Linked DNA regions of Mus musculus: region 2 is linked to region 1. Evidence: chromatin contacts called from public HiChIP or PLAC-seq data. All regions are on one chromosome and are shown on one strand. Each heading gives the region's core, a stretch centred on a gene start, on an enhancer-like site or on the middle of the called end of the contact. The rest is flanking DNA. Distances are from core to core; before and after follow the strand shown. Region 1 has its middle 90 kb from the start of 4930448I06Rik. Region 2 has its middle 33 kb from the start of Gm46089.

Region 1 (3,326 bases), core at 361-2,860:
CCTTGAGGCTTGGAACTGCAGCATTTCCAGTATATCTGGAGGATTATAATTGCGCACACACATCAATTATGGATTGGATTCGGCATTTTCAGATACGCTCCCAGATCGCAAAGACAGAACAATGGTCTCCAGGCATTTCCAGGCCAGTTTGATTACAGGTGTAATACAGGCAGCCTTGTTAGTTCTTCCTGATGAGAGTTTCCTTTCCCTGGTGGGGTTCTGGGAGAGAAACTGACCACTGCCTTATACTAGCAATTTCTTCCCATTCCCCAGGGATGCTTTAATGAGCCCCTCGGACATGGCCAAAGGCAATCTTGTTCTCCAGCCCAGTGAGGTGAAAAGCTAATGCTTACCCTACCAGGCAAGCAATAATTAATAAGGTGTCTTTGATTTATCTCCATTCATTAACCAAGTTACAAGTTTGGGGGTCTTAAGGAACACTGGTTACCCTATGATTTTCATTTACAAGTATTGAATGAAATATCCATGCCAAGATACATTTAAAAAAAAATTAACTCACAAGGAAAATAAATGAACGTGGAATACTAATTGGGAGAGAGAAACTGACAGATACTGCGAAAGATTGATTTTAGGGAAAATGGAGAAATCTGTTTTGTGTTTATTTTAAGGACAGGAAATGAATACTGATTAGTAATGTATAGGCGGTTGCGAGGTACAGCATTTGGTAATGTTTTTGCTGGATATTTGATTTGTCTAAGTTTTTCCCAGAATTGAGATCGGATGCCAGTTATCAGAGTTAGTTTTTTGGTTTAATAGTTAGTTGGACTTCCTTGAATACATGGCTCTTAAATCAGGAGCATTTGCTGTGCCTTCCTGTGGGAAAATAATCCAAGCACAAATGTTACACTGTCACAGACAGACATGCCTTCTCAAGGGAGGCAGAAAGCTGGTGCGAGGAGGGGGTTAAACTTCTTCTGGCTTAGATTTTACTAAGAAATTGCTCTGAGTTTTTAACAGATATTACCCATTTGGACTCGCAGGGGTGTTGGAGTACTGCAGCTCTTCCCTCCTAAGTGTCATATGGAAATCTATTTATCCATCTCTCCACCTATGGATCTATTGAGTCTACCCATTTGAGGGTTTATCTGTCTAGGGTGAAAGCAAAGCAAAACAAACAACAAACAAACAGAAAACAAATGTACTTTCCAAAACAAGAATGAGTAAAAGATGTGTTACAGTAGCCCTCTGAGAACAGAAGGTATGAACTATGCAACTAGCACAGTAAAGTTCTCCCCCTCCTCCACCTCCTCTCCCTCCTCCCCCTCCCTCTTCTCTCCCCCTTCCCCCTCCTCCTTCTCTCCCTCCTCCTTTTCTCCCTCCTTCCTCTCAGTCCCTCCTCCTCTGATGGGAGGAGGGCTCAGCTCATTTGCATTTGTTGCTCTCTATTCTTGTTAGGGACCTGTCACTGAGGCAGAAAAAGAGGTGACTGTGGGAGGTAGCCTGGGACTCAGGCTGAGTCTAGCTGCTCCCTAATCAGCTTTTCCAGAACACTTAGGTTCTCTGAAGAAATTTGGAGAATAGTGGGACTGTCTATGGAATACATGGGCTGGTGTCCATCCTCTGAGCCTTCTCGGGAGTTTGGCAAGTGAAGCCCTGATGCTGTAGTGACATCTAAAGGCGGACTCTTCCGATGATGTCTCACTCTAGCCAGCTTTGCTTCCTGCTTCTAACGATGGCTTCTGACTAACTTCTCCCAAACCTACAGGAAGCAACTTTAATTTAGATCTCATTTCTCCATCACTATGGCTGGGAGTGGAGGTTTTCCTCCCATCTATGAATGGCTCCCTTGTGAATCGTATCTGGTTGTTTTTATTACTACTGCAAACTGTCTTCTGCTCTGACATTTATTATTATCTGGCCCCTTGTCTTGAGGCTAAAGCAGGCTAAAGAGCACAATCCTGTCCCTGAGCCAGAATTCTGTCTTCAGTGCAGAGCTACCTGCCCTGTCCTCTGTGTTACTGGAATTAACAGGATAGTACAGAGGCCCCATGCGTTCCCTGCAAAGGACAAGCTTTGGCCAGGACACCTGCCGCTGTCATGACTAGGCTGGGGCAGTGGTTACCAGTTGGAGTAAGGAAACAGCATTTTCACATCGACTGCCTGCACTTGAACTGTGCTTTTGTTTCTTGTTAAATAGATGGCCTGTCCCCTATCAGTCTCCTGTCATTCAATCTGCTTAGCTCTTTCCTCTCCCACAGCACTCAGGTGGGAACTGTTTACCTTGGTGTGGTCCATCACCCAGGCAAACGTGGCTAGCCGCCTATAGGCTCACTGCCAAGCATCAGGGGACAGTTCAATGATGGAGGAGCCCTCTGCCCTGCAAGACTGGCAGGTCCAAAATGCTGTGTTTGATTCTCCTTCACTACCTTTAGACAGACTGTTTCTGAACTTCATTCTGTTTGTGAACTTGAACCTGGGTAGAAAATTGGGCAGTGGACCTAGGAGGCAGTGAATATGCACACATGTGTTTATGTACTAGTGGTGTGTGTGTGTGTGTGTGTGTGTGTGTGTGTGTGTGTGTGTGTGTAACTGCATTGAACGGATGGGAATCTTTCTTTGCCTTTCTTTTCCCGTTTTTCTTTTCGTTTTTAAGTGGCCTTGATAAAAGACCCATAAAGCCAAACTGAATAGTTTGAAGTTAATAACACTCATGGTAAAGGCCCAGGCATGGGCCCACTACCCTGCTCCTGCCAGTAATCCTAGCTTTGGGGATCTGAAATTTCCTAAAGATGTCTTAGTGTCCCATACACATGTGCTCTTGTATGTTCATAATCCTTTTCACTGGCTTCTTAGCTGCATGCTTTGTATTTAATTTTTCCTTCTGACCAAGTAAATCCCTTCGGATGAAGTGACAAGGTCTCTTCAGCACCCATAGCTGCTGATAGCTGGTGCGGAGACCCTGAAAGACCACAAAGTGTTCCTCACTAGCCTTCTTCAAGGCCAGTGCCAGCCACCAGCTGAGCGATTCCTTAGTCTCCCCTCCAGGCATCTGTCCATTGAAGAGGCTCCCAGAGAAGGCTAAAGAAGAATAATAGATATTAATGTAAAAGACAATATCCGTGCTGTTGGCTTAACCACGCCTTTAATTAGGGACTTATTATACACGAATGCCATGGAACTTTTCATTAAGTCTGGTGTGACCCCTTATTACACTGCGTGAAGTGTATTCCAGCACCTGAAATACAAGCACAAATGTTTTGAAAGTGAAGCTTGCTGATAACCTTTGAAGCTATACTGCATTGGGCAGGATACATACTGTTTCCCCTTCCTCAGTGCAGTTTCCCTGAGAAAATTTTCACTTGTAA
Region 2 (3,231 bases), core at 110-2,609, 1.3 Mb before region 1:
GCTACAGAGAATTTGATGCATCAACATGCAGAACACACAGATATGACCCTTGCCACCAGAATGTAGCCTTCCACCTGAACCGTATGAGTAACAGGTCTTATTCTCTCTCTGTCTCTCTCTGTGTTTCCCTGTCTCTCTGTCTCTGTCTCCATCTCTCTCTCTCCTTCTCTCCCCCCCCCCTGTCTCATTTTCTGTCCCCCCCCACCCCCACCCATGCCTTTCTCTCTGCATGTTCTCACAGTGAAAATAACACACGTATAATACGCCAACCTTGCGAGAACACAAACTGCCGGGGAACATTACCTTCTGGGCTGTGGCGGATTCATGAGTTCCCACCAGCTGCTTGGCTCTGTCCAGACATGTTCCAGTGATCACCCTGTTAAGACTGGCAATTAAACAGAGTGTTATAGCTAGGAGACCCCAAATTTGATTCTATCCTTCTTTCCTCTTTGCAGAACTCAATTTGATTTTTTTTTCCTCCTGTGCAGAGAAAAGTATGCATGGGTCGTTGATGGGAGTATGCGTATAACCCTGACACAGGGAAACAAAAGTGCCAGCCCTGTATAATAAAATACAGATTCCCTACCATAGAAGAAAATGAATTTTACAAAGGTGCAAATCCCCCATAGTCACTTCAAAGAACTGTGTGGTGGAAAATACACCTACTTCTTGCTATATTTCAACTGTCTTGTCTGTTAGAATGGCACAAGAGCTTCCTGGTTGGTTAACCTTTAAATATATAGAGAGATGGAATGTTGGTCTCATCTGAAGAAAGGAAAAGTCCAGATTAGTAAATATGAAAATCTTGCAGGTGTACAGTATGCTATAAAGGTGAAACTACAAGAAACATCTACAAAGTGTTGTTAGAGAAAAAGGAATATTGACAAAGAGCATTATACAATTATTTAAGACAATGCTCTGCGTGCTGAGAGAGAAAATGTGTCTTAATGTAGGACTGTTGGGATACACAGATTGTCAGGGGAGCTGAAAATAGTGCAGGGATGACCAAAGTTGAACGACCTAATGACTCGTGACATCTCTCCTTAAAAATAAATCCGATGGTGACAGAGGAATAACACATTAAAAAAAAAATTCCTCACCCGACCCGCAACCGGATTTCACATTATTAGTGCGGGCAAGTAAATTTTATGTGATGGTTTGTTGTATTTAAAGACAGTGTAAAACTCTCATTGCAAACAGTTGTTTACAGTGCGTTTTTCAGTACCGAGCTGTTTTAAAGCTCAATTGTGCATTTTGCAGATAAAGTGGGAAAACTAACTGAAGGCTGTATTGTAAGCAGCGGTTGCCGTGGAAACCCCAGTTTCAAGAGCTGGTTCTCCATTACCACTTAATTTAGGCTTCCTAATTGCATTCCACTAAATCGGCAGCGACAATATCTGCAGAGCAAAACTGCATGCCCAGTCTAGCGCAAACCTCTTTGAAACAGGCTTTTTGAAAGCCAGGAGCTATAAAAACTCAGCATGACGCGGGGCATATGAGAAACCTGTAGTTCAAATGTACCACTGCCTGCTTTCCAGTCCTTGGTAACTTCAGTGCGCTCCACACCAATCTATTAGTTCAGTCTACCTTAAAGATCATAAAGTTCTGTCATGTGGAAACTCATCTGTCCAGCAACACATTGGTGCAAAATAGATTTAATTGTACTCCCGGCTCGGTATCATGTCCATTTCATTTTACTACACACCAGCAGGTAGCCGGCACGCAGCCTCACTTCCCTTGAACTGCCATTGCTCTACAATGTGAAGAGAACAATACTTTCTCAGTCTAAAGTATTTGCCACTGTTGGGCTGAGTAGAGAGCTAGACCGCCCATATGTGACCTGAAGAAGAGGTTTGTCAGAACCACTAGACATAAAAGCGTTCCAATTATCGACCACACTGCCTTGCTAGAGGCAACTAATATGATAGTGTGAGCGACTGCGCTAGTGAGGAGCCCCTTCATCACTGTCAGATTACCACTCCAGTGAAACTCTTGTAAATCAGTCACATTATGCTACTGGTGGAAAAATAAACACAGACCTATTGTGCTCCGGATTCTGGAGGGCTCTCGGCAAACGGAGTTACACCGGACGGATGCCCTATTTGTCTGAATTTTTGTCATGTTTAGTATTTGGTGATTACTAACGTGGGAAGCGTTGGCAAGATTGAAGTTACCAACTGCGTTGAGATTCTGCAAGGGAAGCCTTGGCCTTTGGTGGCCAAGGAACAGGACAGCCTGGCTTTCTGGCAGGATGGGGGAGGAGGGTCCGGGTGTTGGGGGGGGGGGGGCTTGTGTGTGAGCGTCCAGTGGGAGAGGAAGCTGCTGACCCTTGATTGACAACAAAATCCCACAATTCTCGTTTTCTCTTTAAACAACGGATGCTTTCAAGCAAAATGCCTCACTATCTCGGAGCACAGGACTTCGTGCCAATCCTCCGCACAGCTCATCATTTCCTCGCTTGGGTCCTGAGGATTTGGCATCTATATTAGAGGCAAAGAGACTCTTTTGCTCCTAAGAGACAAGTAAATAACTACAGCGTTTTATCCTCTCCCTGGCGTCGGTACACGTTGCTAACGCCGCCCAGGAGCGGCTGCCAAGCGCTCCGCTATTGTCTCCTATCTCCCAAGGTTTTGAATGCCCTTGCCCTCCCAACTGCGGCTCTTCTGTGGGAATGAATGAGGCTTTTTCCAGGACAAGATTTTATGAATGAGACAGACTGTGTATTACAAGGCAAGAGGCTCCTGTGCATTCTTCAGATTAAAAAAAAAAAACAAAACCAAAAACCAAAAAAACAAAACCCAGTGTGAAGAGAATCCACCTCCCAGATCCAGTGATGAGAAGACAGGAAATCAACATCGCTGATGACATTTTCCCAGAAAGCCACTCCAGGAAGTCATGGGACAAAGGACAGATGCTTGAGTGCAAACCCCAGGCCTAGACAAGCTGAGCCAAGGTAGACTCTAACAAGTCAACGGGAGCAGGAGAAACCTGCTGCTTGGCGCTCAGTTTCCATCAGGGACAGCAAGGCCACTGCAGTAGGTGTGGCAGTACGGAGTGGCAGGATCATGTTGTCACTGCATTTGACACACGAAAATCACAGCTGTCTTTAGGAACATGTGACTTTAGGGACAAAGTATGAGTAAATTCCAGAGGTAAAATTCTGGGCTTTCCATTACCCTGGTGTGGACCTAGTCAAATTATTCCTTCCCAGTGCCCTGGACCCGAAGCATC

What was found. HiChIP or PLAC-seq counts read pairs in DNA pulled down with a chosen protein or histone mark.
Region 2: an H3K27ac HiChIP or PLAC-seq map of stem cell-derived neural progenitor cells shows a contact between it and region 1, with 11 times the contacts expected there. The contact joins two enhancer-like sites. A contact is called at or near these places in 2 of 115 datasets of contacts at active chromatin or transcription factors (astrocytes and stem cell-derived neural progenitor cells) and 2 of 9 other capture datasets (embryonic tail and embryonic trunk).

The regions. Positions count from the first base shown.
Region 1 is chr1:41,269,480-41,272,805 of GRCm38.p6, reverse strand. No RefSeq gene overlaps it. Among named protein-coding and RNA genes, the nearest start is that of 4930448I06Rik, 90 kb to the right of the region's middle. Within about 2 kb of position 1,610, at least 19 of the 459 cell types and tissues checked have an H3K27ac peak or open chromatin away from gene starts, as enhancers often do. A contact at or near this core is called in stem cell-derived neural progenitor cells, where this site is marked.
Region 2 is chr1:42,538,504-42,541,734 of GRCm38.p6, reverse strand. No RefSeq gene overlaps it. Among named protein-coding and RNA genes, the nearest start is that of Gm46089, 33 kb to the left of the region's middle. Within about 2 kb of position 1,359, at least 59 of the 459 cell types and tissues checked have an H3K27ac peak or open chromatin away from gene starts, as enhancers often do. A contact at or near this core is called in stem cell-derived neural progenitor cells, where this site is marked.